Regions from separate parts of the Mus musculus genome. Here all the other regions are linked to region 4. A link is a contact called in public Hi-C, HiCAR-type, HiChIP or PLAC-seq and promoter capture Hi-C data. All regions are on one chromosome and are shown on one strand. Each heading gives the region's core, a stretch centred on a gene start, on an enhancer-like site or on the middle of the called end of the contact. The rest is flanking DNA. Distances are from core to core; before and after follow the strand shown. Region 1 holds the start of Dcp1b (decapping mRNA 1B). Region 2 holds the start of Zfand4 (zinc finger, AN1-type domain 4). Region 3 holds the start of Marchf8 (membrane associated ring-CH-type finger 8). Region 4 holds the start of Csgalnact2 (chondroitin sulfate N-acetylgalactosaminyltransferase 2). Region 5 holds the start of Tmcc1 (transmembrane and coiled coil domains 1). Region 6 holds the start of Adipor2 (adiponectin receptor 2). Region 7 holds the start of Alox5 (arachidonate 5-lipoxygenase).

The links. Promoter capture Hi-C pulls out the DNA fragments that hold promoters and counts their contacts. A called contact is a pair of places that touch in the nucleus more often than the background predicts. HiCAR-type assays count read pairs that join an accessible place to other places. HiChIP or PLAC-seq counts read pairs in DNA pulled down with a chosen protein or histone mark. Capture Hi-C pulls out chosen DNA fragments and counts their contacts.
Region 1: a contact with region 4 is called in a Hi-C map of B cells, with 6 read pairs. The contact joins the promoter of Dcp1b here to the promoter of Csgalnact2 in region 4. A contact is called at or near these places in 1 of 39 promoter capture datasets (liver) and 2 of 484 Hi-C or Micro-C datasets (B cells and embryonic stem cells).
Region 2: a promoter capture Hi-C map of adipose tissue shows a contact between it and region 4, with 3 times the contacts expected there. The contact joins the promoter of Zfand4 here to the promoter of Csgalnact2 in region 4. A contact is called at or near these places in 6 of 39 promoter capture datasets (the 3T3-L1 cell line, cranial neural crest, hippocampal neurons and 3 more), 1 of 115 datasets of contacts at active chromatin or transcription factors (astrocytes) and 2 of 9 other capture datasets (adipose tissue and liver).
Region 3: a HiCAR-type map of astrocytes shows a contact between it and region 4, with 6 times the contacts expected there. The contact joins the promoter of Marchf8 here to the promoter of Csgalnact2 in region 4. A contact is called at or near these places in 6 of 39 promoter capture datasets (the 3T3-L1 cell line, cranial neural crest, frontonasal cranial neural crest and 2 more) and 1 of 115 datasets of contacts at active chromatin or transcription factors (astrocytes).
Region 5: a promoter capture Hi-C map of liver shows a contact between it and region 4, with 2.9 times the contacts expected there. The contact joins the promoter of Tmcc1 here to the promoter of Csgalnact2 in region 4. A contact is called at or near these places in 9 of 39 promoter capture datasets (the 3T3-L1 cell line, 3T3-L1-derived adipocytes, the C10 cell line and 6 more) and 1 of 9 other capture datasets (embryonic stem cells).
Region 6: an H3K27ac HiChIP or PLAC-seq map of microglia shows a contact between it and region 4, with 7 times the contacts expected there. The contact joins the promoter of Adipor2 here to the promoter of Csgalnact2 in region 4. A contact is called at or near these places in 3 of 39 promoter capture datasets (cranial neural crest, maxillary cranial neural crest and pre-B cells), 1 of 484 Hi-C or Micro-C datasets (B cells) and 3 of 115 datasets of contacts at active chromatin or transcription factors (the 230-238 cell line, microglia and pancreatic cancer cells).
Region 7: a contact with region 4 is called in a promoter capture Hi-C map of liver, with 2.7 times the contacts expected there. The contact joins the promoter of Alox5 here to the promoter of Csgalnact2 in region 4. A contact is called at or near these places in 2 of 39 promoter capture datasets (both in liver).

The regions. Positions count from the first base shown.
Region 1 is chr6:119,173,957-119,178,096 of GRCm38.p6, reverse strand. Dcp1b (decapping mRNA 1B) reads right to left here and starts at 2,844. Exons shown (of 9, transcript NM_001033379.3): 1 at 2,655-2,844. The coding sequence starts at 2,804. It also overlaps a transcript of Cacna1c not described here.
Region 2 is chr6:116,262,885-116,266,836 of GRCm38.p6, reverse strand. Zfand4 (zinc finger, AN1-type domain 4) reads right to left here and starts at 2,618. Exons shown (of 10, transcript NM_001309446.1): 1 at 2,525-2,618.
Region 3 is chr6:116,335,878-116,339,765 of GRCm38.p6, reverse strand. Marchf8 (membrane associated ring-CH-type finger 8) reads right to left here and starts at 1,744. Exons shown (of 8, transcript NM_001302383.1): 1 at 1,551-1,744; 2 at 1,276-1,380.
Region 4 is chr6:118,137,316-118,141,537 of GRCm38.p6, reverse strand. Csgalnact2 (chondroitin sulfate N-acetylgalactosaminyltransferase 2) reads left to right here and starts at 2,398. Exons shown (of 8, transcript NM_030165.3): 1 at 2,398-2,515.
Region 5 is chr6:116,191,566-116,195,591 of GRCm38.p6, reverse strand. Tmcc1 (transmembrane and coiled coil domains 1) reads left to right here and starts at 2,218. Exons shown (of 6, transcript NM_177412.1): 1 at 2,218-2,334. It also overlaps the pseudogene Gm8213.
Region 6 is chr6:119,386,253-119,390,029 of GRCm38.p6, reverse strand. Adipor2 (adiponectin receptor 2) reads left to right here and starts at 1,296. Exons shown (of 8, transcript NM_001355692.1): 1 at 1,296-1,548.
Region 7 is chr6:116,459,372-116,463,337 of GRCm38.p6, reverse strand. Alox5 (arachidonate 5-lipoxygenase) reads left to right here and starts at 2,160. Exons shown (of 14, transcript NM_009662.2): 1 at 2,160-2,463. The coding sequence starts at 2,314.

The sequences.
Region 1 (4,140 bases), core at 1,595-4,094, 1.0 Mb before region 4:
TACATTGACACATCTGGGACAACTGAAATCAATCTCAACTTTACTGAATATTCTAAGTTAAAATAATCAAAAGTGGGCCCACTTCATCTTTCTGAAGCCGTCTCTCTCCGTCATGTATGCAGCAGCAAAGCCATCATACTGTAACTGATTCACAGAAAATTCAGGATTGTGACCTGAAAATAAGGGGCACTTGTGGTTCTAAGACACGCCTCCAGCTTCGCATTGTGCATATTTTAGACTAACTATATAATGCCTGCTCACTGCACGGCATTTGGCGACACCTCTGCTTCTACTCTGCAGATGCCACCAACACCTTCATCCTCAAAGTTTCCTGATATTGCCAATCGTCACCGGGGTGTGTGTGTGTGTGGAGGGGGGTGCGGGGAATCAAATCCAGCTGAGAACAAATGGTCTGACCAGCTGTAGACTTCATCGACACATTGGGTATTTTGGGGAAGGATTCGTTCCTGGCAGAGAGGAGTAAATTTAGTTCTAAAATTCCTATTCTAGTCATGGCAGAACTATCTTAATCCTTTGTGTGAGTATACGTGTGTTCTGGGGATTAAACTAGGGCTGTGCACACACTGAGCACAGGCTCCACATGCTAATCACATGAGGCTCCACATGCTAATCACATGCTCTACCACTTCACTGATCCCCGGTCCCTTGACCCTCACTCTCTGTGCATTCCTCCTTCTTCCTCTCAACACCCGACGTCGACTTCCAATGTGATAAGGACTCCCTGCCTGTACCTCACCCGTCTTCGTGCCAATCCCTTCCCTTTCATTTTTAAGGATATTTTTATACTTATTAGGTTTACACTGGAAAGGCTTTCATCCGGAGACCTGAGTGATACAGCACGGGGAAACAGCAGTGATGACTTGATTGCCCCCAGAGACTGCTCTATTGTTGAACTAAGTCTCTCTCCTTTGCCAGGCAACCACAGCCTAGGAGATCAGGGCTTTGAAAAGAAATGACCTTTTACTGAGTGAATTATATCCTGTCTGAAGAAAACAAGTCGAGGAAGCAGGAAAACAAAACTCCTGTAAATAATGCAATGTGACACTGGCCTTCACTGGGCGTTTGGTCCACCTCTGTAGGGATTTAAAACGGTTTCTGCCACACAGGACTGTGAAGAGGCGTTAGGAAAACTGCTACCGAGGGGTGGGAATGGTGCACTGTACATTTCAACGGCTTCTGATCTTCTAGCCTGAGCCTCCTGCCGAGTCAACTTACCCCACTAACTCTTACTGGGTCCTACTCCATGTATACTAACTGAATTACCTCCATAATATTAGGTGTGGATTGGCAGGCAGAGGCCAGTCCAGGCAGAGGGCATGCAACTAATAGGTTGCAACCCCTTTGGCATACGTCTATCTCCAAACATAATTGCATTACAATAAGAAGAGTAGCAAAATTACAGTTAAGAAGTAGCAACGAAAATAATTTTATGTTAGGGGTCACCACAACAGGAGGAACTGTATTAAAGAGTCCCAGCATTTGGAAGGCTGAGAAACATTGACCTAGAGAAGTGAAGCACGTTTATGTACAGTATCTTCACATAAATAGAGAAACATTTCAGTGGGGAAACTCCCTTTACTTATATAGGCCCATAGTGTAATTTCCTCTGGTGTCCAAGAAAGACAGCCTCAATTAATCAAACTAGGGATATTCAGAACAATGGATCTCTGCAGATTTCCCCTTCAGGTTTGGCTCTTAGGAGAACAGACATGAATTCTTTGCCTCACTTCAGTTAAGAACTCGGACAAAACTATCGGAAAAGATTCCCGGCCCTGTTTCAGGGGTGTTGGGGATGAAGCAGGTGCCTGCCCCAAGCTCCACGTCCAAGAACTTTCTTCATTCTTTTGTGTGCATGGTTTTTGGGTCGTTCTTATTACAGCCTACTTAATCATAAATCTGCTCAAAAATGAAAGTTTTCTTTGCATAAATCTTGATGTTTGTTTCAGTCTTGGCGAACACACCGGGGGAAAAAAATTGAAAATTTGCAAGGTGTTTTCCATACACCCAATGAACCTTATTAAAAGCATTGGTTATATACTGATGAATATTTGGACAAAAGTCACAAAAGAGGAGGAAATGACACTTTTATATATTCAAAGGGATGGTTTATAAATGATAAGAACCAATGCCTAGGCCAGAACTAATTGGTCTCCCGTTGCAATTCCAGTCTAGTTGTGTGGAAAACTAAACTTCATCCAGTTACTGTAGGCTGGGACTCGGTCTTGTTGGAAATGGACTGAAATGGTTAGGTTACCAACCCTGGCCTCCTACATCCAAGTCTGGGGTGTCCCACCCATGTCCATTTCCTCTTTATTCTCCCACGCTTGCTCTTAGGTGGGTGCCTGCCCTGCATTTCGCACTCCGGCTGCTCCTCCTCCGCGAGGCTGGACTTATCTAAGTTTGGGGCTTCCGGGCTGCCCTCCGCTGCCGGAGAGCTTCTGTCTTCTGATCTCAAAGCCCGTGGCCCGCACTCAGCGGAGCCGGCCACACCTTCTGTGTCCCTCGTCCCCCACCTGCTGGTGGACCCGCGGGTCGCCCTCCACCAGGACCGGCCCCCGCCCGCCTAGCCGTGCCCAGCATCTCCCGCCCTGTCCGCGCCCCGCCTTCCGCACGGCCGCGGCGTCCGCACGCACCCACTCGTTGGCCCGATGGCCGAAAGTGTACAGAGCCACCTGGCTGGCCACGTCCACGATGCGACTGATGTAGGGGTCGTGGCGCCGCAGGGCTGCCAGGCTGATATCGTGTCCCTTCCCAGGCAGGCCACCTGCCGCCGCGGCCGCCATCTTCCCACCCACCCTCCTGCCCAGCCTTCAGGAAGCCCCCTCAATCGACCGCCGAGCGAGCGAGCGAGCGCGGCGGGGCGACCTTCCGGCATTTGGGGACCCGGGCTAGGCTTCGCTAATCGATGGCCGGGTCCTCTCGCGGAGGATCGTCGCCTTGGCAACAGGAAGCTCAGCCCTGCTCAAGGAAGCCCGTTTTATCTATTTCTTTCTTCAGGAGCCTCTGAGCTGTGCCCATTTCCTTCTTGAATACGGCCCACGCCTTTGCAGAGCTCTTCTTTGGCTCTTCGATGACCAATCAAACATAGTCACTCCAAAAAGAACTCTGAGAATTCTTAAATGGGGCTCCCCAATATCCGTGAGGGATTTCCTGAGTGCCTCAGAGGCCTGCAAGGTTATGATTGTCCATGACAATTCTGAGACTTGCATGATGTGTGCAAAAGGACGACTGCACCGGTAAAGAACCAAGGGAGGCCCCAAACTGCACCACTAGCCGGTGTATTCTTGCCGCTGTGCATTATTCTCTGGAAAACTTGTCTGAGCAGCTGAAGCCAGGCGTCCCTTGGTCAAAGTACTAAATTAAAAAAAAAAAAAACAATCTTTGGGTATATTTTTTAAATTAATGTGGGGGAAAAATTAGAAAGAATGGATAACGCAGAGCTGTTGCACGCCATATTTGCCTCTAGGCAAATATGTTCTGCACTTGAGATGGGCTGAATTTGTGGTTTTATTGTAGGTTTTGCTGGGGTTGGAGGGCTTGTTTCTCGAGACAGAGTCTATGGCAGGTTTCAGTCTTTGCTCCTCCTGCCTTGGGGTCTTAAGTGCTAGGACTACTGGGGTGTGCCACCACCCAGCCCAGGGGTTTAATTTTACTTCCACAGAGCATCAGTTTAACATGAAAGAAAGATGAACAAACTTATGGCTATTCAGATAGATTCTGGACAGGCTTTTTCAAAACTAAGATTTTCCTGTTTCTTTCAAGAAATCAAGGGGTAGGTATTGTTGCTAATGATAATTTTTTAGGTTAATTTTTAAAAAAATGGGCCATGAGCTTGACTGTCTCAATACTTAAGTCTCTTCAGATGAGACCTGTGGTGCTATCAATGAGTACACTTCTAAAAGATTATACTCTAATGGGAACTGTCAACATTTGAAAGATATAGCTCCCTTAGCCCGGTCATTCAATGATTTTCAGATAATAAAATGGTGTCACAAACTCACATACAGGTAGGAGATCCATTCAAGGCGAATGTGGATCAGTGGATTTCAGTGTCCCACAAAGTATGAAAGGGTGATAGGACTTCAAGAAACTGCACTTTGTCAAATTTTGATATATCAT
Region 2 (3,952 bases), core at 1,369-3,868, 1.9 Mb after region 4:
ACCAGTGACTCAGGAGTTCCTGTTACCCCAGGCCATCACAGGGTTTTGCACTGTCAGTCTTCCGGGTTTTGGCTTCAAGGGGCAGTTTCCTAATGACCTGGGATGTCAGCACAGCTATCCTTTGAAAATGTAAACTGATCCTATTATTTCTAGCTCAAGGCCCTATCATGGCTTCCACCATCTGTCCAACAATGTTCAAACTCCTTAGAAAGACTTCCCAGCATGCATATTTCATCTCCCAGCCATGCTCACTTACCCGCACTCCCCCAGCAATGCCTGCGCTCCTTGTACCTCTACTCATAGCTTACTCATAGTCTTAGAGCTCCCGCTTTGTCCTACTCAGGCCAACTCCTCCCAGGCTTCCTGAGAAGCTACCAATCGGCTTTCAAAGCTCAGCTCCGCGGAGAGGGGCACACTTCAAAGAGAATGCCTGCTTATAATGCAAAGCCTGCCTAGTAACCAGACACCTCTCCCCAGAGCCGCGGCTCCAATACCAAGGATCCCACAACATCTTTCATGCTTACTATCTTTTCCACCCATGATACCCATCAAAACTGGACTGTTTCTGTGTCTGTCACCCGTGCTGGTAAACTACAAGCGTTGTAAGGGAGGGACAATGTCTCTATCACTCACTTCAGCCGTCTGCACACATTAGCGTGCATTAAAGGTTGTTCAATGAAATTCAATTCAAAACAACTCCCTTTCTCCACTAATCCTTAGATTAGAGAAAATTAACAGTCAACTATATAGTCATAGAAATGGCACAGTGATTATACTGTGGAGGGATACTGGTTTCCTCTGGAGTCACATTCTGATTCACTACGCCAGAATTCTTATAAATCATGATGAACACGTATACACAGATACTTCTACTGTAGAGGGGAGTTTTCATAGTTCTAATATAAAACATTCTTAGGAAGCTTGAATTATGCAGATAGCTAACGCTCCTTTAAAAAAAAAAAAACGGCATCACAGGAAGAAACATTGTTGCTAAGAGCACAGTTGTTCTGAGTGGAGTTGCACAACATATGAACTAATGAGAAACAAACAACAGCAGCAACACAAGGACTGTGCTCCCAGTACTGTGGGTCAGAGCTGCAAGAGTACACTACGCAACAGTGGTACTGTTTGTATTTCACTACTCACTCTTACATCACTCATGGTAAATGTGAAGCCAGGTGATAGGGTATTTCCTAGCACATATTAGGCCCTGGGCTCAATCTGCAATTTCACAAAAACAAAACAAAACAACAGCATTATAAGAAGAAAAAGAAAAAAAAAACAGCATTATAGTGAAATACGCATAGGCAACATGTAATCCTTCAATGCACAGATCTGAAATGAGACTAACGTGCCTATAAGTAGAAGAAAATCAGCACAGCAGTAGGTGCATCATCAGTGGTACAAGAACTCCCAAATGAAGTTTGGTCCCAGTTAGTGGCATAATTTCCAATACACAAAAAGAACCGAGGGTGGTGACCATATCTGAAAGCAATTGTGTTGCATACTTTTTTGTTTGGTTGGTTGGTTGGGTTTTTGTTTTTGTTTTTTTCGAGACAGGGTTTCTCTGTATAGCCCTGGCTGTCCAGCCCTGGCTGTCCTGGAACTCACTTTGTAGACCAGGCTGGCCTCGAACTCAGAAATCCGCCTGCCTCTGCCTCCCGAGTGCTGGGATTAAAGGTGTGCGCCACCACGCCCGGCTGTGTCATACTTCTCAGCAAAGGAAATTAATGTAACAAGACAAAAGGTTGTGCTGGCCGGCTAAACCACAGCAGAATATTACATGGCCTAGTGGAAGCTCAAGTGGGCCAATGACCTAGCGTACTAAAACTGGGTCCATTGAGGCCTGCAAGCATCCTCAAAGTGGCCCGTGGTATGCATGAATGAGCACTGGAAAACCAATTGACAATAAAAACGTATAGTGATGTTTAATAATATAAGTAAATAAAACGATGATTAAATTGCTAATTTATCTTGAAAACTGTTAGAGAAAAATCAAAGTGAATTTCCAACATTTCTTTCATCTTTTGAAATGTCTAAAACCAACCAACAAAAGCGGCAATAACTGCACTCAAGGGGTAATTTCAGTACCTTGGCCTTTGCTTCCTTCTCGTCCACAGGAACTTAGTCACACGACGAGTTAGTTTTTAATTTTTCCCCCCAACATAAATATACCCACAATATGTTGCAGCCTTTTAAAAAGGTGACTCTTGTCCTTTTACAGATGTGTGAAAATCGAGCTACAGATTAGAACCACACTCTGGCCTAGGAGCGATGCACAAGTGCGGGGGTGCTGCCCTGGGGCCACAACCAGCAGGGACCACACTCAGACCCAAAGTCGGGTCAGCAGCACCCCGAGCCACGGGTACGACCAATTTGTCCGTGAGTCCGTAGGCAGAGAAGCACGGGTGTGACCAGGCTGCAGCTGAGGCGGGCGCACCGGGGCAGCGAAGACGCAGCAGGCCCTTCCACCACCCGCCCTCCCTCCGGGCCGCGCCGCGCCCCGCCCCGCCGCGCCCCTCACCCGCTCGCCCTCCGGTGGTCGCGTCCGCCCGCTCGCTCGCTCGCCTGCCCGCAGGCGGATAGGAGTTCGCGCGCCCGAGACGCCGGCCTACGCTGGCCCGCGAAGCTCCGGTCCCGCCCTTTGTGACACCGCTCACCAATCGCCGATCAGCGCTGCCGACGCCCTCCAATCAGCTCGCGAGGGGCGGGGCCTAGTCTTCCGCGGCTGGCGGTTGCTCGGACGCCGGGGTCGCACGGGCTTTCAGGAAGGGTTGTCGGTTAGAACTGGCCCGTATGTTGACTCTTTATAACTGGTTGCAGGACCCGTCTAGGGCAGGGTAGGAGACTGGAGACGGGGCACAGCGTCTGGGAAGAGCCGGCACCAGAGTGGCTGGGGCACTTCTAAGGTTCTTTGGGGATAGGAGGGTCTTTGGCATTTGTTATTTACTCATGGCCTAGGACACTTAAAAGGATGTCCATGCTAGTCACCCTTTTCTTGTACTCCACGTTCTCCTAACATTTCTGACTCAGTTGTGTCATCTGTAAAATGGGAACATTTCTATATGCCTTTTGCATTTGAGCAACTATTTGAAGATTATAGGTCAAACAGTCTCAACCTGAGCTCAGATCCCGTCCTACTTTTGCTGTGCACCGAGCTGAAGTGGGATATAAACTGACTGGCTTTCTGACTACACATGCCTTCCAACTAGGTTGGGCCCCTGCTGCTTCGGTTCCTTCATAGGAGGTTCAACTCAAGTGTTTTACCAGGAGGACTGCAGAGGACCATGAAAGCGCTCCCTCATAGTCAACTTGCAAAAGAACCCTGGCCCTGATCAGTCTTCTCCCACCCTCTCATTATCCTCCGAGACCTGAGCCACTAGTCTCCACAGTTTCAACTCCTCGGGACTGAGGTAGATGGTATGGTGAGGCCTTTTGTCAGCCTCTTGCTCTTAAACTCAGCCCATGACTGGGCTGATAACTTCCAACTCTATTGAGGCCAGAGCCATGATGGTAACATGAACAGAGCCTAGGAGGACAGTGCCTGCGCAGGACATCGTGATCACTCACAGCACTCACGTGCTCTAGCATCCAGTGGATGCGCTTAAATTTTATTTTTTTAGCTTAACATTTCATAACCTCATCAAACCATACATCACCAGTCATAACCTACCATTTTAAAGGGCAGACAAAAAGGTCTATTCTCAACAACAATCTTGCAATTTTAGTACTGAAACCATTTACAAAGGAGGAAACAAAAGCTATGAGAGGCAAATTTTTGCCTACAGATAAAAAATCCCATTTCCTGTCACTTCTGAATTCTGACTGGGGTAGCCAGATAATGTAGCCATGATGGAGGCTGTGTTCCAATAAAACTTTCTGCACATTATTAAGACAACAGAGGACCACAGTTCCCCTTACAAGATTGCAGACCCACTTTTTGGGAATTCAG
Region 3 (3,888 bases), core at 495-2,994, 1.8 Mb after region 4:
AGAAGCAAGGAAACCTTGTCTTCAAATAAATGATAAATTTGTTTTTAGTTTAGGTACATTCCACATATTTTGTGTTTACCTAAAATTCATATTTAATTGTGAATCGTGTGTTTCATCTGACAATCCTGGATGTAGCCAAGACATGCAACACAGTTTCATCGTCTGCCTATACTTAAAGAGAAGGTAAAGGAGGGAGTTGTCTTGGAAAAGACAATGTACCTCACCTGGGTGTCACAGACATTAGACGACCAACAGCCACCTCCTCACAAAGGACAAACTTTTTAAAATGTGTTCTCTGCCTCTATCTTCCCACTGCCAGGATCACAGTGCGCCACCGTGCCCAGCGATTTTCCCTGCTAACATCAAAGTTCAGTACATCTCTTATCAATAAAGTCTCCAGAAACAAGAAGTTAGGAAAGTACACATGGCTCTTTATTTTAACTTCCTCAGTAATTTCACACTCTGCATACCCTCATTCACTGCATCCAACAGGATATTTCGTTTGATTTTATTGAACATAGGGTCTCACACACTGAATCTCTCAAAATGCAAAATTTTCTTGCTTCAGATTTTCAACATTTAGTTTTTAAAAAAAAAAGTGTCCACATCATTCCATGTATAGTTCATACATTCTTTTTCACAGCACGTGATTTGAGTATTCTAAATGAAGTATTCCACTCCCATTTTGAGTAACTAACCAAGCAAGTACATGTGAAGTCTACTATATAGAAGCACGATTGCAGTCCCTCCTGGGGCTGATCAGAAATACTGCTGTTTTTTCCAAGAGATAAGTTATATATTTATTATTTCTCTAATTGCATAACATATAATCGAACAAAATAAAGAAAAAAAAAAATAATGGGAAGGGCCATACTTCATACGTATCTTGAGACATCATCAAATTAACAAAAACATAAAACGACAAAAAAAAAAAAAAAAAACCACTTCATAATAAATCTTGACAGCTGTATGACCACTGTGTGTCTTTACGTGGGGGAGACAAAGAAGCAGAAAAGGGCTGGCTTTCTTTCTTCCTTTGTTGTTGTTTTTTTTTTTTTTTTTTTTTTCAAATGGGCTTTCAGAGAAGCGTGTTTTCTTTTTAAGGGAGGTTTAGCTGCGTTAAAGATACGTGAGAAGAACGTGAGCCATTATAATCCTCCCCTAATAAATTCCCTATTTAAAAAAACTTGACTCAGATGAAGGAGTCCAAAAAAAAAAAAAAAACATTTTTAAAGACGAGCAAATGGGCGGCGATTAAAATGTAAAGCAGCCTACCTACGCTTTGCCTCCAGCGCTTCTACTAGAGCAGCACCGTCCAGACGCCACGTCAGGCACTCAGACACCAGGAATCCACACTTCCATCTCGGACGGACGCGGAGACTGAAGCAGAGGCAGGGAGGGAGGGTTGCCCGGTGCGCGCCCTCACAGCCCAGCCCGGGCAGGACTTCACCTGAGAGAGCCCGAGACCTTCGGCCGCCCGCCGATAGGGTGACCGGACCCCGCCCCGCAGCACGCGGCCTCTCCCCGGCCCGAGACCTCCGCGCACCCACCTGTCGCGGCCTCCCAGCGGCCACACCCCTGGTGGCCCGGAGCGCGCGGCCCCGCCACGCCGCACCTCGGCGCGAGCAGCTCAGGTGGGCGCGGAGCTCCACGCGCGGCCCGCTTCCTGCATGACCCGGGCCGGACGCAGCAGGGCCGCTGGGTCAGCGCGCAGCCTACACCACCCAGCGAGAGGACGCCGACTGACCGGTCACGTGACGCGCCGGTCACGTGCCCCGCCGCGCCTCAGGCTAAAAGCGTTGCTTTGGCGACCTGGGGCGCTGGGAAGGCGGGGTAGCGGCGGCGGCCGCCTGGTAGACTGGCGCTGGGTGAGGCTGCTGGTAGACTCCGCCCGGCTTCACCTTCTCAGTGTAGAGAAAGGTAAACCTTCCGGTGCGCTAGCAAATGAAGTGGGAGCGAGAACTACGCGGTAAAACGTTTGTGTGTATGGACGAGCAGGGTTTTTTGTTTTGTTTTTTCTCTCACTCCCTAACCTAGAGAGACTCTGAGTGTATATGGTATGGATATGTAAATATGGTATTCATAATTTTTATGAGGATATTTCTGTCCATGTAGACAAGACGTATTTGACTCTACTTTGTCTACATTAAACTCATCCCTGATTATACCTGTACACTGGTGTTGTGACTTGTCCCCACCACAGTACTGTTGGTTGGACCCAAAGATTCTCTCAGAAGCTATCATTCCTAACTTTTACAATTTCTTGACATTCTAATTTTCCTAAGTCACATCTTACAGAAGGAGAGGTTTTGGCCACTGGCAGTTTTATTTATCCAATAATCTTTATTACACGGTACATTCAAGGTATTTTTTTTTAAATTCATGAGAGATTTGTAAGGCAATCCCTGCAGTACTCCACGATTTTCTATTGTCTAGAAGTAAGTCTGTTGGTTTAGCTAATCAGGTTACTCAGCATACTCAAATATGCTGGTCAGTTTGCATACTATGCTGTTTAGAGAGCAAACTGTCAGGAGACAAAACATCTGGATCCATGTAGCAAAGCAAAAAATGGGTCCATTCCTGTAGATCACCTTGAAAGCAACATTCATCTAGAAGATGGAATGGTGAATTTTTTTCGTGCAGATTTTTGCTGTGGGAAGCAGCAGCTACAACCTGAGAGAATCCTCCTGCCCTGGTGGCAGGCTTTCCTATAAGGCAGGACTAAACTTCCATTAGTGTCGTACATGGGCAAGAAGAGTCAATTAAGTGATTTGGGGGTGTGGGAGCCTGCCATCCGAAGTGACAAAGATTTCCAAGTTCTAGAAGTGTCTGAGTAGTTGTGGAGCTGGAAATATTATTTAGGCAAAGCTAGAGTCTCCTAACACAAGGATTCCCTACCCAAGAGATTTCTGAAGCCTCTCTTCATCTAAAACAAAGCTCTGAGTCCTGAGACCAAAATCTTGCATCTGTCCAAACAAGGGAACAAACAGGAAGTGGGAAGAAACCTCTGTACTTAGAAGGTAAAGCTGCTAAAATAAAGAAAAAAAGCAGTTGCTTTGAGGTGACCATTTGCTCAATGCAAGAAGCCTCGTGGCCTTTGGTAAAAATCCTCCTGTCTGTGCTAAAGGGGATGACTTCCCTCCTAGACTGTAGATCAGGGGATGCCAAGTGAGGCATGAGCCAGGGGGCCAATGTTACCCTACAACTAGTCACACTCAACTCTTCAAATGCTTAAGCACACGTTTATCAGTTACGGGTTCCTTGCAAACAAAAGATGCTGTTACAGTCGATGTTAGTGTGCATGTGTAATTTCTGCCCCAGGAGGTTTTCAAGAGATCAGGAATTCAAGGTCAAGCCTAGACTACATAGTTGACCTAAAAAAAAAAAAACAGTGACAAAATATACTGCTGGTGTCTATGATCATAATGGCATTGAACAAGGTGAATCTGAAGTGTGAGGAATAACAGAAACAAATTAAGAGATGAATATCTATATCTTAACTATGCTGTTGAAAAGCAGCCCTTGAATCCACACTTCCTGATTTTAAGTCTTGGACAGCTTTCCACAAGAGCAACACCTGGGATAGCTTGTGAAAGAGGTTTCTTGTGGCTCCAGAGAGTCCAGTCCTAGATGACCTGACACTTCTCCTTCTTTGTAAAGACTCATTCTTCTAGAATGAGGTGTTTAGACAACTCTAGAATGGAAAAAAATCCAAAAGTGGGCATGGAGGCACATGCCTGTGGCCCCATCTATACCAAAGGCTGAGGCTGGATATCACTGAGTTGAATCAAGCCCTGAAGCTAGCCTGAACAACAGAACAAGACTCTGTATCCCTATAAGAAGAAAAGACACATTGCTTTCAGTATTTTAAATGGTTTTTAGTTTAGC
Region 4 (4,222 bases), core at 1,149-3,648:
AGATAGCTCAAACAATCTCTTCCAGGCAGTTTAGACGGCCTGAGAGTGTCTTTTAGCAATCCTTACTGATTATATTTGCTTCAGAAGAGAGGTAGGTAGGTGGTTTGTCTGGTCAGTATCAGGAACTTTGTGATGGTTTCTAGTTGTTTCCTGAGCTTAACTGCAGAATGGAATGTTTCACCTGCAAAACCTGTGTCTTGGAGCCTGGCTCCAAGGTGGAAGGTTTTATCTTGAAGGAAATTGCTACATAACACCCTTGCAGTGGCTCCCTTCTGTTGCTGTGGTAAAACACTGACCAAAATCCACTCAGAGAGGACAGCGTTTGCCTGACTTTCACTTCCACATCAAAGGCCATCATCACTAAGTCAGAGAAGTAACTCAGCTAGGAACGTGGATACAGGAACTGAGACTGGAGCTGCAGAGAAAGCGGCTTACTCCCTTGATTTCCATGCTTTCTCAATGTACAGTCTTATACAACCCAAACCGCTTGTCCAGGGGTGGTGCCACTCACAGTAGCCTGGGCAGTCCCGCATCAGCACTTCATCAGGCCAATCTTCTGCAAGTCTTCAGCTGACGATCTGTTTGTGTCAAGGTGACAAATGACAACAAGCACAACCTAGACTATCTTCTGCCTTTTCATTTTCTCTCTGGGAACTGAAGAGCCAAACTGTAGGTTTGGGAAGAATTCAAAGGTTCAGATGAAGAGCTGGGAGACATGCCCACTGCCCAGTGTATGCACCACATAAAAAGTAGGCTCTGCCTGAAGTGTGATCTAGCCCAGCATCTGTGAGGCTAGAAAAGAAAGAAAAAAACGAAATGCCTGAAGTAGATGGGTTGCAGGGTTCTAAAAAGTGGGGTGTGCTTGAATTTGGTTACTGGGGACATTTATTTGTCTTTTTGGAGACTTTACATTCACAAGTTCAGTTAGAGCCCATGTTTGGTACTGAGATGCCAGAAACTGCAGGGGAGGTCTCTCTCATTCTTTCCGCCATAGTCCCCATCCTATTTAAAGTGTCCCTAAGGAAAATCCAAGCATCTCTATGGCTGAACATGAGTCTAGAGGGCACATTCGAAAGGTCCCTACATCTGTGGACTTTCTTTTTGTTTGAGATAAGGGCTCAATGTATATCCCAGGCTGCCCTGGAACTTACTAAGTAATCCAGGAAGGCCTGAAAAATATCATTTTTCTGTCTCAGCCTCATGAGTGCTAGGACTATAGGCAGATGTCACACCTGGCTTCTGGGGACTTCTCAGAAACTGTTAATGAAATGTCAAGTGTAACGTAGGCACACAGTAGATGTGGGCTTGGACTAACAGTGCCAAAGCTGGAGTCTGGCATCGTGGCTCGCTAAGATTTCAGTGAGGTGCCATTTATATCTACTTTATTAATACATTAGAGAATTTTTGCCTTATCTTGGAAATTTAGCAGTGCTGGGCACTTAACCATTTGCTAAAGGTCCCCATGTTCCAAGTCTCCTAGGAGAGAATTCTCCTGCCTCCCTGCACTCATACTTAGGACTGTGGCTGGTAGACAGCAGGCAGCTAACCCACGTGGACTGTCTTTTGTGATTGTACTAGAGAAGATGGATGTCTGAGGGGACTTCAAGGTGCGTCCTAAAGAAGCAGCTGTCCAAGGGAGACACTTTGTTCCTGACCACAGCTGGCTCTATTGGCTGACAGTTGTTGAGATATCTTCTGCCCAGATGTTCTCCTCTAATGCCACAAGGGAAATCCTGAAAACTTTAACGGTCTGGATCACCTACTTCTAAGATAGGCTTGCTGACTGCATATCCAGTCTCTTTCCAACTTTGCCAGTGTGTGCTTTTCTGAAAAGGCTAGACTTCACACACACACACACACACACACACACACACACACACACACACACGGTACTTTACATGCAGCAAATGGAATTATTTATTTTAAGTAAAAACACGTAAGGACCTCTTCAGTGTTCAGTACCGATCTTCCCTGAGCAGAAGGCATGTTGGCTATCCTCAGCCTCCCCGCTAGTCAGCTCTGCCAGGTTAGCACTTATGTGACGATTAGCCACATGCGTGTCTAGTTAAGTGTCTCTAAGGCATGATGTTCCCAGGCTATTTATCCCACAGGGCTTGAGCACCCATCTCAGTTGTTGTTTGTTTGTTTGTTTTTAGATGAATCAACTGTCATCTGTGGAGCTTTCTGTGCAGGGCACAGGACAGAAGAGGGAGGAATAGGCGTGTCCTAGCTGGAAAGAGAAAGGCCTGGCCCTGGAGGGCGGGACTTGGCAGTGTGGAGGGCGGAGCCCGGCTGCGGTGGGCTGGGTCTGGCCCTGGAGGGCGGAGTCTGGCTGTGGAGGGCGGGGCCTGACCGCGGAGGCGGGCGCGCCACAGCAACCCAGCCTCATTTCCCTCATTTCCTCGCGCGCGCCGGAAGTGGCGGTGCTCCGCGGCGGCGCGCCGGGCCGGCCCCGCGCAGGGCGCTGGCCAGGTGTGCAGGTCCCCAGAGGCGGCGACGCTGAGCGGCGGGCGCGGTGAGTACCGCCGTGTCCTGCCGCGCCTCTGGGCAGCGGCCGGTCCCCTCGGACGAGCCCTCCGGGACGCCGCTGGGCGCGGCGCTTCCTTGACGCGCCCTCCCGAGGCTGGTCCCGTTTTGGAGACCGCTGCTGCCAGGGACCGCTGGTTTGCGTGTCAGGTTTTTTTTTTAACCTCCTCGTCATCATCTCTGCTGAGTGGCTAAACTTTTTACTGTGGGGTTGAACGCGCCCACTGGCAGCAGCCCTCCTGCCTCTGACAAAACGCTCCCCTTTAAAAGATGCTCTTGGAGTAGGAATTGATGATCGCCGGAACCTGGATAAAAACCAAAAACGGAGAACTGTCAGAAGGACCAGATAGTTTAGAAAATTCCTGCATTTCTGAGCAACTGGCTGGGTAATTTGTCAAATACCACAGCGGTACTTGTGTTTGTGATGATGACATTGGCGGCATGACAGTTTGGTTACAAATCTAACGCTTTTCTTCTTAAGTCCTCATTAAATCTGAAGGTGTGCTTTAGCTTGTTTTTGAAATGTACATGCAGTGTCCTGACAGTTCATGCCACTGAAGGCCCCTGGGCCTTTAATACCTTGGGGATTAATGCCATCTCTTAAAGGTGCATTTAAAAAAGCACCTCTGATTTCCGAAGTAATAAAAAGGTGTTTTATGGCATAATATTCGGGAATATTTGCTACTATCTTTTTTAAATTATGTGACTAAAAGAATATAAAAAGGGTGTTGTGTTTTCAGTATATGAGGCTTAGAAGTGTTGATATTAAACAACCAGCTTTAGTTTCAGATAATTAAGAAATTACTGTTTATCCATCTACACTCCTTTTGTAGTGGTATAAAATATAAAAAAACGTCAACAAATGCATGAAAATGAACTGTCTGTGAATCATTACATGCTTCTTACCTTGTCTGCTGCTACACACATCAGATTTTAATTGTACAACATTCCCATAGTGCTCTGCTTCTTCCAAATAGGTTACCCCTGCTTCCCCATTAAGAGTTCTGACTTCTTTCATCAGCCATTAGTTTGGACTATTTTAAGCTTCATGTTAATGGAGTTAATATATAGTATTCTCAGAATATTGCTGTGGAAGTCACTGTTCGTGTTTTTTGATATGATATCATTCATATCATGGTATGGTGTTGATAATTCTTTCTTATAGTGTAATGTGCCATTCTGTGATGTGATTGTTCTTCTGTTCATGAATGTGTGCTTCCAGATTTGTGTATTATTTGTTTTAGGTTTTAGGGGTGTTATAACATTCTTGTGAATGTCTTAGTATGTGAATACATTTCTGTCAGATGTAAAATGGCTGAGACCTACAATAGGAAAAAAATTACATCCTAACTAACGTGGACTCTTTCTTTTTTAAAAGATTATCTTAACTAATACAGAAGTGAAGGTTGGTTTTAAAAATATGAGTTAAGGCATGGTGGTGCACACCTTTCATCCCAGCACGCAGGAGGCAGAGGACAGTGTATCTCTGTGAGTTCCAGGCCAGCCAAGAATATATACCCTGAGACCCTGTCTCAAACACATGTATAGTCATTAAGCTACTATTTGCACTTTGTATTGGCACAAGTGACCATCTTCTCAAAGACTCATTTCATTTAACTGTCTTTTACCCTCAAGTCAGTTAGAGCAGGCCACGATATGACTGTTCAGTTTGATAACAGTTAGGTAACCATGTTGC
Region 5 (4,026 bases), core at 969-3,468, 1.9 Mb after region 4:
AAAAACAGGACTGTAGCTGCTCCCATCATTGATGTTGTTCGATCAGGCTACTACAAAGTTCTGGGCAAGGGAAAGCTCCCTAAGCAACCTGTCATCGTGAAGGCCAAATTCTTCAGCAGAAGAGCTGAGGAGAAGATTAAGGGTGTTGGAGATGCCTGTGTTCTGGTGGCTTAAAAGCCACACCGGAGGTTAATTAAATGCTAACATTTTCAAAAAAAAAAAAAAGAATTGTTTTGGTGTCTCTTCATTAAGACATTTAGCTTTTTATTTCTTTTCTTTTGCTTTTAAAAATTAAGTATGGCTAAGGAGAGAAGTATAACAGGTAGGTTACCAGTCTTTAATTTTAGCTACTCAAATGACAGTGTGGATACTGTAGTTTGAATCTGCAAATCCCTAGATGAGTAAAATGTTACCTTTTGTTGGTTAATGGCCATTTTTACATCTTGTGAAATACTTACCAAAGCTTTTTGCCTACTGTTTTATTGGGTTGTTTGTCCTATTATTTCGGGCAGAGGAGGTAACTGTGTAGTTTAGCACTTACTTAGCAGGCCAGTTCAATCCTCAGCCCTGAAAGAAAAGGCCTTACATCTCCTAGACTAGACAAGACTTTCATTGGATATACTCTACTTCTGAGTTCATTTATCATCAGTAATTTGCTTTTTTAATTACTCAAATGTTTATAAACAACATGAATTTTGATAAAATTTAACTTATCAAATAATGTCATGGTTCATGACTTTAAAATAAATCTTTGCCTAACTCAGGGATACAAAGACTTTTCTGTATTTTCTTCTTTCTTTTCAGTCTTATCTTTAGGTTTATCACCCATTTTTTAAAATCAGCTTATTATTATTATTTTTTACAATGGCATACATGCTTAGCCTTCATTTTCTGATCATTTTCCTTGGTGGCTTTATTCATGCTGCCCCTTACATGTGCAAGCTCATCCTCACCACCCTCCAATCTGAGTCAACCCTGCCACCTCCTTCTCCTTCACCTTTCCTTTAATTTATCAAAATGTATATCCATTTTACTCCCAATGTTTTTCTCTATGAGCACACTGCGTCCTTGCTTTCACCATCTTGCCAGTTGCTTCCTGAATGACCTCCCTCACCCAGGCCACTTTTCACATGGCTGCATAATAATTTAAAATCAGACATAATAATCAAGTTCCTAGCCCTGCAACCACGGCTGAAGAAAAGCTCAAAGGCTTCCTGAAACTCTCAGAAGTCCCAAACCTTTTTTATCTACCTCTTTTCACGTGCAGTCTAGGTCCTGACTGCAGCACCCTGACCAGTAGCCCCTTAGCTCCCCTTCTGGCCAGGCCGTGTCCTCACCCCAGTGCACTCTTTGCAACTTAAGGATTGTTAAATTGGACTGTAGCTCCATCATCCCCAACTACATTTCGCCCATTTGGTCTCCATCAGCTTTCAAACTTCACGAGCCAATGGACTCTGTTTATTACCGTTTTCCACTCACAGATCCTCCAATACCGGAAGAAGCTTTGCCATCTTAGTGACGGACGACTGAGTTAGAGACATCCCGATAATTAAAGAGATGAGCTACTAGGGGTTTTGTCATTGACCTAAAGCCAGTCCCTAGTTGGAAGGCCCTGGGAGTCAAGGTAGAGAGAATTGTGCGACTCGGAGGAGTGGGTCCCAGAAATTAGCTTTAGCCTGTTTAGCAGGACAGCTGGCCTGAGTTACTGAGGCTCTGAGGGCACCCGAAAAGCAGAGAAAGGGGCTGAGGATACGTGGGGTCCAGAGGTGGAAGAGCCGAGAAGCTGAAGAGCCCACGGTCCGAGGGGTTGAGAGGCTAAAGAACGACAAGCCGAGGAGTCGAAGAGCCGAGATGCTGAAATGCTTCAGCGTCTGAACTGCAGGAACGGTCAGGAAAAACTCTGGCGGAGGATGCCGCACCACCTGCAGCGCCTCCGCTTACTTGACCTGCGCCCGCGTGGGGGGGTGGGCCTGAGGCGTGGCTACACCTCTGGGTCGGGTCACGCCCCCACGGCGTGCGCGGTCCCGCTCGGCACCGCCTTGCGCATGCGCTGTCGGCGGGAGGCGGAGGTTGTGGGCGGCTGTGGCGACGGGGTGCGCGTTCTCGTTCTAGCTGTCGTTCCCTCGCGCTGGTTCGCGCTCGCGCGCCGGGGCCGTGGCAGCGGCGGCGGAGGCGGCGGCGGCAGCGGCTGAGGCGGCGCGGGGGGCGGGCCGGGAGGGGGGGGTGGTCGGGGTGGGGATGGACCGGGCGCGGCGGCGGCAGCTGCAGGAGCCGGCGCTGGAGACCGAGCCGCGGCGCTGGCGGAGACGCCGGCTGTCCGTCGTCTCTCCACCGGTGAGTAGGACTGGCCCAGGCCGTGGGTGGGGACGGGCGATCTCTTTAGCGCGGCCCGTCGCGGTCGCGGGGCCTCCTCGAGGCCTGGCGCGGATCGGACCTCTGGTCGCTCTGGCGGCGCCGAAGCCCCGGGCCTCCGGCCGGACCCCGCGTCTCCGGGCCTTCTGCCTGTCATTGGGACAACCCCCGCCCCCGCCCCCGCTCGGGCACTCTCCCCCGCTCTCCTTTGGGCAGAGCTGAGCGAGGGGCGTGTGAGGACTCGCGCCCAGGCCCAAGGCCTCCTGGCTAGCCGAGGTCTGAGAGTCCTCCCTCGTCCGGCCCTGCGGTACCCATAAGTTGGCCACCGAAAGTCAGCCCTTGCCACCTGAAACCAGTCTTGCACCTTTTGTTTTGATTTTGAACTCGTGGTTTAACTTGGAGGAGGAAACCCGCTGTCCTGCGAAGAATAGGTGAGATGGGAGTCTAGGTGGTTAGGATGCCCTTTATTAACCCTTTTTGTGGAGAGCAGGGGGCCCGCAGTGAGATGCATTTCGCTACAAAACCTGAGATTTCAGCCTCAGCCAAAGTGTGGACGGTGTTGGTCCAGTGATTCAGTGTCTGTCCCACTCCATCCCTGGACAGCGTTGATGGAGGTTCCCCTACTGGATCTGCTGCTGGGGCTTCTGGAGGTAGCCCACTTGAGCTCTTGGAGAATATCTCTCTGTGCTCTGGTGTCACGTTTTACCTTAGTCTTCATAGATCATAACCAATGTCCAGGCTTAGGTTTTATTGGAAAAAAAAAAAAAACGACTACCATGCACCCCTTCTAAAATGGTTGTTGTCATAGCCTGACATAGTTGTCAAAAGATCCATGTGCACATGCGTCCCTGGAATTCCTAAATTGGCTTTTCTTTTAAGGAAAAAAGAAAAATAGAAAGAAAACAAACACAGTAAAAACCCCAAGATTGAAAAAGCAGGTAACAACTTTAGAATATAGCACAAGTTTGATTTGTTCCTCTCCCTGTCCTGTATCTTAAATTTTAGAAATTAAACTAAACCTTTGTCTTTGAGTGTATAGAATTTGCATAAAGAAATTGTCACAAAGCTTGGAGGAAAACCTTAATAGAAATGGTAAGATATAAAATCCTCCAGGACCTGGGGTCTTACCCCCCAACTTTCATTTACAGATTGAGACTGAAATTGTGAGTGGGTGGTAGTTTTATCAGTGTCTCGTAACAGAGATACTTAGAGGTGGGATTTTAGATCAACAGTACCTTGCCCTCCACCAACAGAATTGGTTGTGTTTTTTGAACTTACACACCCACTCTCTGGCTAGTAGAGAAAGATTAAAAAGCTGCTTCTGGTTTGTGGGTGGTAACCTTTTAATTTCTAAAGAATTCTCATCTGCTTACAGACTAGATAGTTGATGAGCCCCATAGGAAAATTCTAGATATTAAAAATTCATTAGCACATGATCTAGATATCTTGTCATTATGGACGCTTATTAAAGACTTGACGGGATATCAGTACCATGTACTCTGTATAGGAAATGAGATTTCTCAGAGTATTTGCATCTTAAGATAAACAGAAGCACAAACAGTGACAGTGTTATGTCACCTCTCAGTTGTTGAGTCTTTCATGAGCATAAACCTCTTGGAGTTTCAGTGTCTTGGACTAGTTGGTGAACACCAGCAATTTGAACTGTTTGGTTCA
Region 6 (3,777 bases), core at 47-2,546, 1.2 Mb before region 4:
GAACTCACTGCAGCCGTCCTATACCAGTTCCCACGTGCTAGGAATTAAGGTGTGAGCCCCCATACCTGGTAAGATAATGGTCTATCTTAAGTCTGTCTTCCTTAGGGGATACCTTATATTCAGCCTGAAAAAAAAACTTCTCTTTTTGCCCTATTTATTATGGATCCTTCCCCCCGCACCCCCCCCCCCCTTAAGTTATTGATGGAATCGAGGCTTTTGGAGTGGCTATAGCTTTACCACTGAGCTATATTTCCAGCCTTGGGCCACATTTATAATTCCCAAATGCCTGCATTTGTTTTCTGATGGGAAAGGTACAATTGTCTTTCTCAGTCTTAGTAGCCAAGTCTTTGTCTTTCTCTCTCTCTCCCTTTCTTTCTTTCGTTTCTTTTTTTCTGAGACATGGTTTTACACTCTGTATAGCCAAGGCTGGCCTGGCTCGCGATGTACACCAGGCTGATCTGGTACATGCAAGATCCTCTTGTTTTAACCTCTCTAGTGCTTTTCCTCGTTGAAGAGTTTTCCATGTCTGCTTCCCTCCAATCGCTCAACATCACATTTTAGCTTCTTGGCTATGAGACCGATTGTGGTCTAAAGGCAAGAACAATAAGCTTCCTCCAAGGTCTAAACTAAAGCTTCCGAATTTACTTTGACGTGTATTAAGTTTTGAACTAAAGAGTGTGACAGATACAATCCTCTTACAACTGAACACGAAGAAACCATTTTTTTTTCCTCTGCACACCAGCTCCTATAGTTCCTTGTTCTGGTTCAATAGGAAAGCTCACTCGTAGCAAATCATTCCCTCTGGGTAAACAGACACAATGCTTAAGTCGTTTGCAATCGACCATTGAAAATAATTTTGAATATCTTCTAGAAGTGGTAGGGCATAAATCAATCATACGTTAGTACGGTAATAAAAACAAGCCCTACTGTTTGAGGAAGAGTTGACTAAACGCTTTCGGAATCCTGAAACCTTCATAAGACGACGCCTAGCATTATGTTGGCCGCTGACACAAACACACGCTCCATCCCGAGTCATTAAACCGTGGCGGCCCACTCCCTTCTCAGATCTCTTCAGAAATCGTCGAGGAAGCTGGGTGAGCGTTCCGAGGCACTCTGCCCGCACTGTTTACATTGTGGACCCGGCCGAACTACAACTCCCAAGATGCATCACGCTTCCAAAGCCTCCCGAGGGGAGGCTTCCGGTTTAGGCCAGCGCGGCTGCGCACGGGGTGTGGTCTTACTGGCTCGGCCCGCCTCGTGCGATGCGCGTCACGGCTACGCGCGGGCGCGGAGGCGGGGAGACGCGGCGGCGGCGGCGGCGGCGGTCGCGGCGGCGCGAGCACAGTCCCGACGCGGTACCGCGGTGGCGGCGGCGGCGGTGGCGGCTCCAGCGAGCGGCCCCCTCCCTCCGCGCCCCCCCTCTCCCTCCCCGAGGCGCTGCTTCCCGAGGCGCCCGAGCCGCGCGGTGAGACGGCCGCTAACTCGGGCGAAGGGCTGTGGCTCGAGCGCGGCTTCCCGGGCTCAGCAGATTGCCCGGGTCGGAAGGAGGTGAGGGCTGAGGGACAGGTGTCCCCGGCGCGGGCCGGGAGCGCGCGCCTGGCCGGCTCCGAGCGCGGCCGGAACTCTGACCTGCGGCCGCGCGCCTGGTGCGGGGCCCAAGCAGCGGCCGGGGGGGTGGGGTGGGGGGGGGGGCCGGGGCCGCGCTCCGTGCAGCTGCGGTCGCGGGCGCCCGCTGCCCTGTCCCCGCCGCGGGGCAGAGTCCGAAGCCCCTCGCTCCGTCTCTAGTCGATTTCGGAGCCGGTACCCCCGCGATGGCCGGAGACTGAAATCCTCCCGCCCCGACTTCTAGTTGGTGTCTTCTGCCACTTCTAGGGATTTCTCTGGCAGGCTTGCTTCGGATGGCTTGTGCTCAGCGCGACTTTTCCAACCACTGGGATGGGAAGGTTGCCCTCACCTTTCCTTAGGTGGCGCGTCAGGCTGTCACTGCGGGATAGTTCTTGGGCCCAGTTCTGAGCCCCTTTGGGTTTTTATTTGCCAGTGGTTAGCTTGTTAGAGAATTGCTGGAAACGGCTATAAAATAAGTTTTGATGAGTCCGAGGGAGCGCTAGACCAGACAGCTAATGAGTCTCTTCTTTTGTTTTTTTTGACCTTGATTTAAACATTTGTTTCTGGAGTTTGAAAACTTCACGAGAGCGTTGAGCAATGAATTTTTGATAAATGACATGACCACCTGGGATTTGGTAGGTACAATGCTTCATTGGTGGTTTTAGTATTTTAGTGGAAATGATCTTTTAGTTGCATTTATGTTTTACTCTGGTTGTCTCATTTAAAGAAAAAAAAACTTTAAAAAAATTAAAATTATCCAGTTTATTATGGTGTGTTTCTGTGTGACTCCTGTGTTCATGGCACACGTGTGGAGGTTAGAGAACAACTTGGTAAAAGTTGATCATCGTCTACGTTTATGTGGTTCCGGGTATCGAACTCAGGCGGCAAGGTCTTGAAAATTTGCCTGGCAAGCATACTCTTTAGCCATCTCACTTGATGGCCTGTAATTCTTGTGTTGCTGTGTTCATTGTGTTTCCCCAAAGCAGAATGCTTACCCCTGCTCCCCAAGGAGCAAGGTAAAAATACTGCAGTCTTTTAGGATTTTAAAATTTATTTGTTCATAAAACACTTCCCAACTAAGTGTATTTGTTTTGTTTGTTCGTGGGTGAGGGTGTGCAGGTCTCACTCTGTAGCCCAAACATTAAGAATCCTGCTTCAGCCTTCTGTGTGTTAGCATGAATCACCTACCATGTTGTGAAGACAGGCAGGATCAATGTAGTTCAGGCAAGCTTTAATTTCTAAATCTTACCTATGAGTCCAGAATCCTGGTATGGACAGATGCTCTACTCAAAGCCCGCCCTCCCTTTGACATGGTCTCACTCTGTAGCCCTGGCTGTCTTGGAACTCATGTAGATTAGGCTGGCCTTGAACTCAGAAATCCACCAGTTTCTGCCTCCCATGGGCTGGGATTAAGGATGTGCACCACCAATACAACTCAAAAAATAAAGCTCAGAGCCTTAATTTTTTAAAGGGGGAATTATGTTTGTCAGTTCTAAAGTTTCAAGTGTCTTCTTACCACAGGCCACTCTAAGATCTTGTCACACATCCTGCTCATTTGTACACTGCTTGTAGAATAGAATTCTTCATTCTTTGAAATTTGTCACAGTGAACGAACTGTAAACTAAATTATTTTAGCAGCAGGGATTTCCACCTGTAGGCTTCAGCAGATTGATGGTAAATTATAAAATTTTTTTGAGAAATTCAAATTAAATATGAAAGATACCTTCCCAGTTTCTCTGTAACTGGCTACCCACCAGTTTATGTTTCAGGCTTTGGGCTACTTAGCAGATTTTATCTTCTGTGGATGAGAGTAAGATTTCCGGAGCGTAAAGAGTGTGTTTTTCCATCCTTGAGTTCATTGTCTAAACTTAAAAACAAATGAAAAAAAATTTCCCATGAGTAATATCATTATGTAGTGTACTCAGTGTAAGTCACGCTTTGTTTAAAACAATAAAACTTTTATTCCCTTTATTCAGAAGTTGACAAACTTCACAGTCTACAGGTCAAGTCCTACCTGCTGCCTGTTGTAAATCAAGGTTAACTGGGATATAGTCAGATGCAGTTGTTTAGGTTATTATCTGTGATTTGCTGTTGGGGTGCAAAGTTGAGTTGTTTCATAGCTGTCTTAGAGACTCATGGGCTGTAAAGCCTAAACACTTTTATTAGCTTTCA
Region 7 (3,966 bases), core at 911-3,410, 1.7 Mb after region 4:
ATATGATAACAAGAAACAAAAATGGTCATATTGAAGTTGGATAGGGCAAATCAACTGAAGGAGAAGAGCCCCAGAATCAGAGACCCACTTATTCTCACACTCAGGAATCTCATAAAACACTGAACTGGAAGCCACACTATATACTCAGAGAACCTAGTATAGAGCCATGCAGGCTCTGTGCATGCCACTGCAGTCTCTGTGAATTCATATGTGCTTTGCTCCTGTGGATTTAAGGGGCCTTGTTTGTGTCTTCCATCCCCTCTGGTTCTTACAATCTTTCTGCCTCTTCTTATGTGAGGATTCCATGGTCTCTGGGGTTAGGGATTTGAGGGAGACATTGCATTTTGGGTTGAATGTCCCAAGGTCTCTCACTTTCTGCGGAATGTCTGACTGTGATTCTCTGTATTTTTTTTTAAGCTGTCTAAAATTAGGTGTGGTCCACACCTGTAGAGGAAAGTGACTACTCAGATACGTTTTCAGTCACTTCCTTGGCCAGCAGAAGCCAGGTCTGCTTTGTCCGGCTGAAGGGAGAAGGGGCAGGTTCATCCTGTTGCCATTGCACTGGACTGCAGAGGGTCCAGGGCTCTCACAGACACGCCGCTGCATGAGTCAGGTAATCATGCCACCAGCAAGGGGAAGTAAGGGCTGGTCCTCTCTCTTCCCTTCCCTTCTGCTTTTCCAACCACAAACACCTGCTTTCCTGGCAAGTTACAGGTTCCCCAATAACAGAGGACTAACAATAACTAAGGCCTGTGTCCAGCTTCTCTGTACCTCACAGTGTGCTGAACTAGGATATGAGCAAAACACAATCCCAGCCCCCAAGCAGCTCATAATATGATGGGAGAAATGACGACAGAGCAGATCCCCTTGGGACAGATGACAATGTGACAGTAAGTGTGAGCAGCGGTGATAGGGTAGCAGTCAAAGAGAGGCAAACAGATTCACAGAAGAAACAACATCTGGGAAGGAGTTTGCACAAGATCTAGAGGTACAGAAGGAAGGCAGGAGAAACCACCCAGAAGGGAAGGGAATGTGCCAAGGATCTGTGGAAATTAGAAGATTCAAAATTTCAGAAGAGAGCTCACTTAGACTGTGGCATGACCAATGTATGGAATGTAGTCATTCCATCCAACATGAGCAGGGTATTATCGAAGGATTTTGTAGATTTAATTGTTATACATTGTCTCACTTGCTAGGTGAGCCCCATCCAATCAACTGGAGGGCAGGAAAAGCAGAATGGAAAAAAATAACCAAGAAGTAGTAGCACAGTTTATTACAGACAAATTAATGCTGCCCATTGTTCCACTGTAAATTAAGGAGGGTGCATTGACCGCCTACCTTCTAGTGACCAGCTGCTTTCCCTTCTCTCTATGGCAACAATGTTATGCTTTTCTGAGCACAGTGGGATAGCCCTCCTCACCTTCCAGCAATCACTCTCCTTAAGGTTTCTTTTCTACCTTTACCCAAAATGCACAGGTAGGCTCTCACTGAAGAGCATCCCACTCTTCCCTAAGACTCTCAGTCTTAACCAACTCCTTAAGCCATCTCCGGACAAGACAACCTCCTTTCCCATCACAAGTCCGCTCTCAGCAAGCATGCCATTAAAGTTCCAGACAGTCCCACAGGTGCAGATTAGGAGTCGCCCACTCGGGCCACTACTTTCTAAGGCTGGTTCCCAGTACCACTAACCATTTCCCCCAAGTTTGCTCCCACCCCGCGCCTCCCAGTACCTTGCCCAGAGAGAGAAGGTTTACTCATTTTGTGAAGAAACCAACATTCAAGTTTCCTTGGGGTCCACCGTGGAGCTACAGGTACTCTCCTTGTGGGCTTCAGACCCCCTGCTCTAAGTGTAACTATTGCATACGCTGTGTGCTGCAACTGAATGAGGACACAGGTAGTTCTTGAGCTGACAGTGAGGGACACTGAAACAGGCAAGAAGCCATAAAGATGGAAGAAATAAGGGATTAATTGACTAATGAAAACAAAAATGCATGAGGGATAAAAGCTAGGTAGAGATGGGGCAGAGGAACAAGGGCTTCAGCCTATCAGAGATCACTGTCCCTCCAGTGCCACAGGAGAGAAGGATGCGTTGGAAGGTGGGGTCCTGGGACTGGCCAGAGACAGGGGCGGAGCCAGCGCCTGAAGGCAGGGCCGGTCGCAGGGTGGAGCCAGACCCAAGCGCAAGGCTGGCCCGCTGCTGGCCACTGTGGCAGGGAGCTGCCGCGAGTGACAGGGTCAAGAAGTTGGTGGGCTGCCACGCCGAGCTTCGCGGGCTCCTGCTCCCACACCAGCAGCACTCACTTGCCCGGAGTCATGCCCTCCTACACGGTCACCGTGGCCACCGGCAGCCAGTGGTTCGCGGGCACCGACGACTACATCTACCTCAGCCTCATTGGCTCTGCGGGCTGTAGCGAGAAGCATCTGCTGGACAAGGCATTCTACAATGACTTCGAACGGGGCGCGGTGAGAATGCGCGCTTGGGACCGACGGCTGGCAGCAAAGAGCGGGAGGGCGGCGGGGCAGGACAGGCAGGCACCTGAGAACTGTCTGTCCCAGCGCGCTCGTGACCCTATGTGAGCGCATCTGGGGATCTGATGCAGCGCCAGAGTCGGTGCATGCCAGGGCAAGCGAGGCACCCTAGACTTCCTGATGACTCGGGTATCTTAAGGGACAAATGACTTCCAATGTGGGGGACTGATGTGGCTGGCCTCTTATGTGAGAGATGGCACAAACTTTCACCAACAGGACCCAGAATTTGTGAGAGGCCCCTTCACCTCGGGAGTTCTGAGGTCCTAGTGCCCCAGAGTCCAGTACCACTGCAAAGCATAGAAAGCCCTGTTCGACAGCTAGCCATTTTGTGTAGACAGTGTAAGTCCAGGGTAAGTCAGAGATCCAGGATCGGGAGTCAACTTGGGCATAATCACTCTTCTATCCCTACTGTGGACCTTCGTTTACCAAACTAAAAATTGGTTAGGTTTAATCTTACCCATGAGTCATGAGGGAGCCCAGTCCCATTTGGGGGCTAGGAATGAGTCCAGGGATTGCCCCCCACACTTAGGTACCCTACATTTCCTGCACTCAGTCCCAGTGGAGGAATGTAAAGGAAGGAAGGTCTGGCCCGAGCAGCCTTTGGAAAGACTGTCAGCAGGGTGCGTGCAAGAGGACACTTCCTCCCTGAGTATTAGCTTCTGAAGGAAAAAAGGAAGAAAGATTTCCTTTCTTCCCTCCTAATACAGACTTTGGAGTCTGGCAGCCCCACAGGCACTGTGGGAGGCCATTCCGTTTGGATGCTGCTGGTGTGTAAAGTCTAGCCCCATGACTTTCTCTTAACACAGGCAGGTCATGGTTTTCAGTGACCCACTAAGTGCCTAGTACATCAGACTTGCTCAGTAAGTGAGTCTGTAATAGACAGGCACGCTGCAGACCCTTGGGGTGGGGGTGGGGGGTTCCTCTTCCTTCTACTACCTCCAGGTCTAAACTAGGCTTAGGTTTGATTTTACCAGGCTGCCTTCTTATCATTTAGTTTACTATTGAGTCGACCCACATGAACTTGCTTAGAATTAACCATTTGTGATAAGCACAATGACAATTTCATATGCTTCCACTAGATAGATCTGTTCAGCCTAAACCAAGGAAATGATAGTTAAGCCCTTTTCTGGGTCCCAAACTCTAAGCACGACGCTTACATTCCTATCCTGGGACCTGGTACTTTGCCCTGATTAGCAAGCTTCTAACCAGGCTTGAACAAGCAAGCGTGGGTGTTGACCTCAGAATGGCATCTTTTGCTCAGTTTCACCAGAGCTGGCCAGAGAATGGTGCTGCCAAAGACCAAGCATGGCATCCGTTTGGGATGCTGACACCCTGTGCAACCTCCAAAGCACTTGTGTTTATTTTCAGTAACTGGGGCTTCTCCCAGTATACAGGGGGAGGAAGAGAGGACAGAATGCTTCCTCTTTATAAATGGAC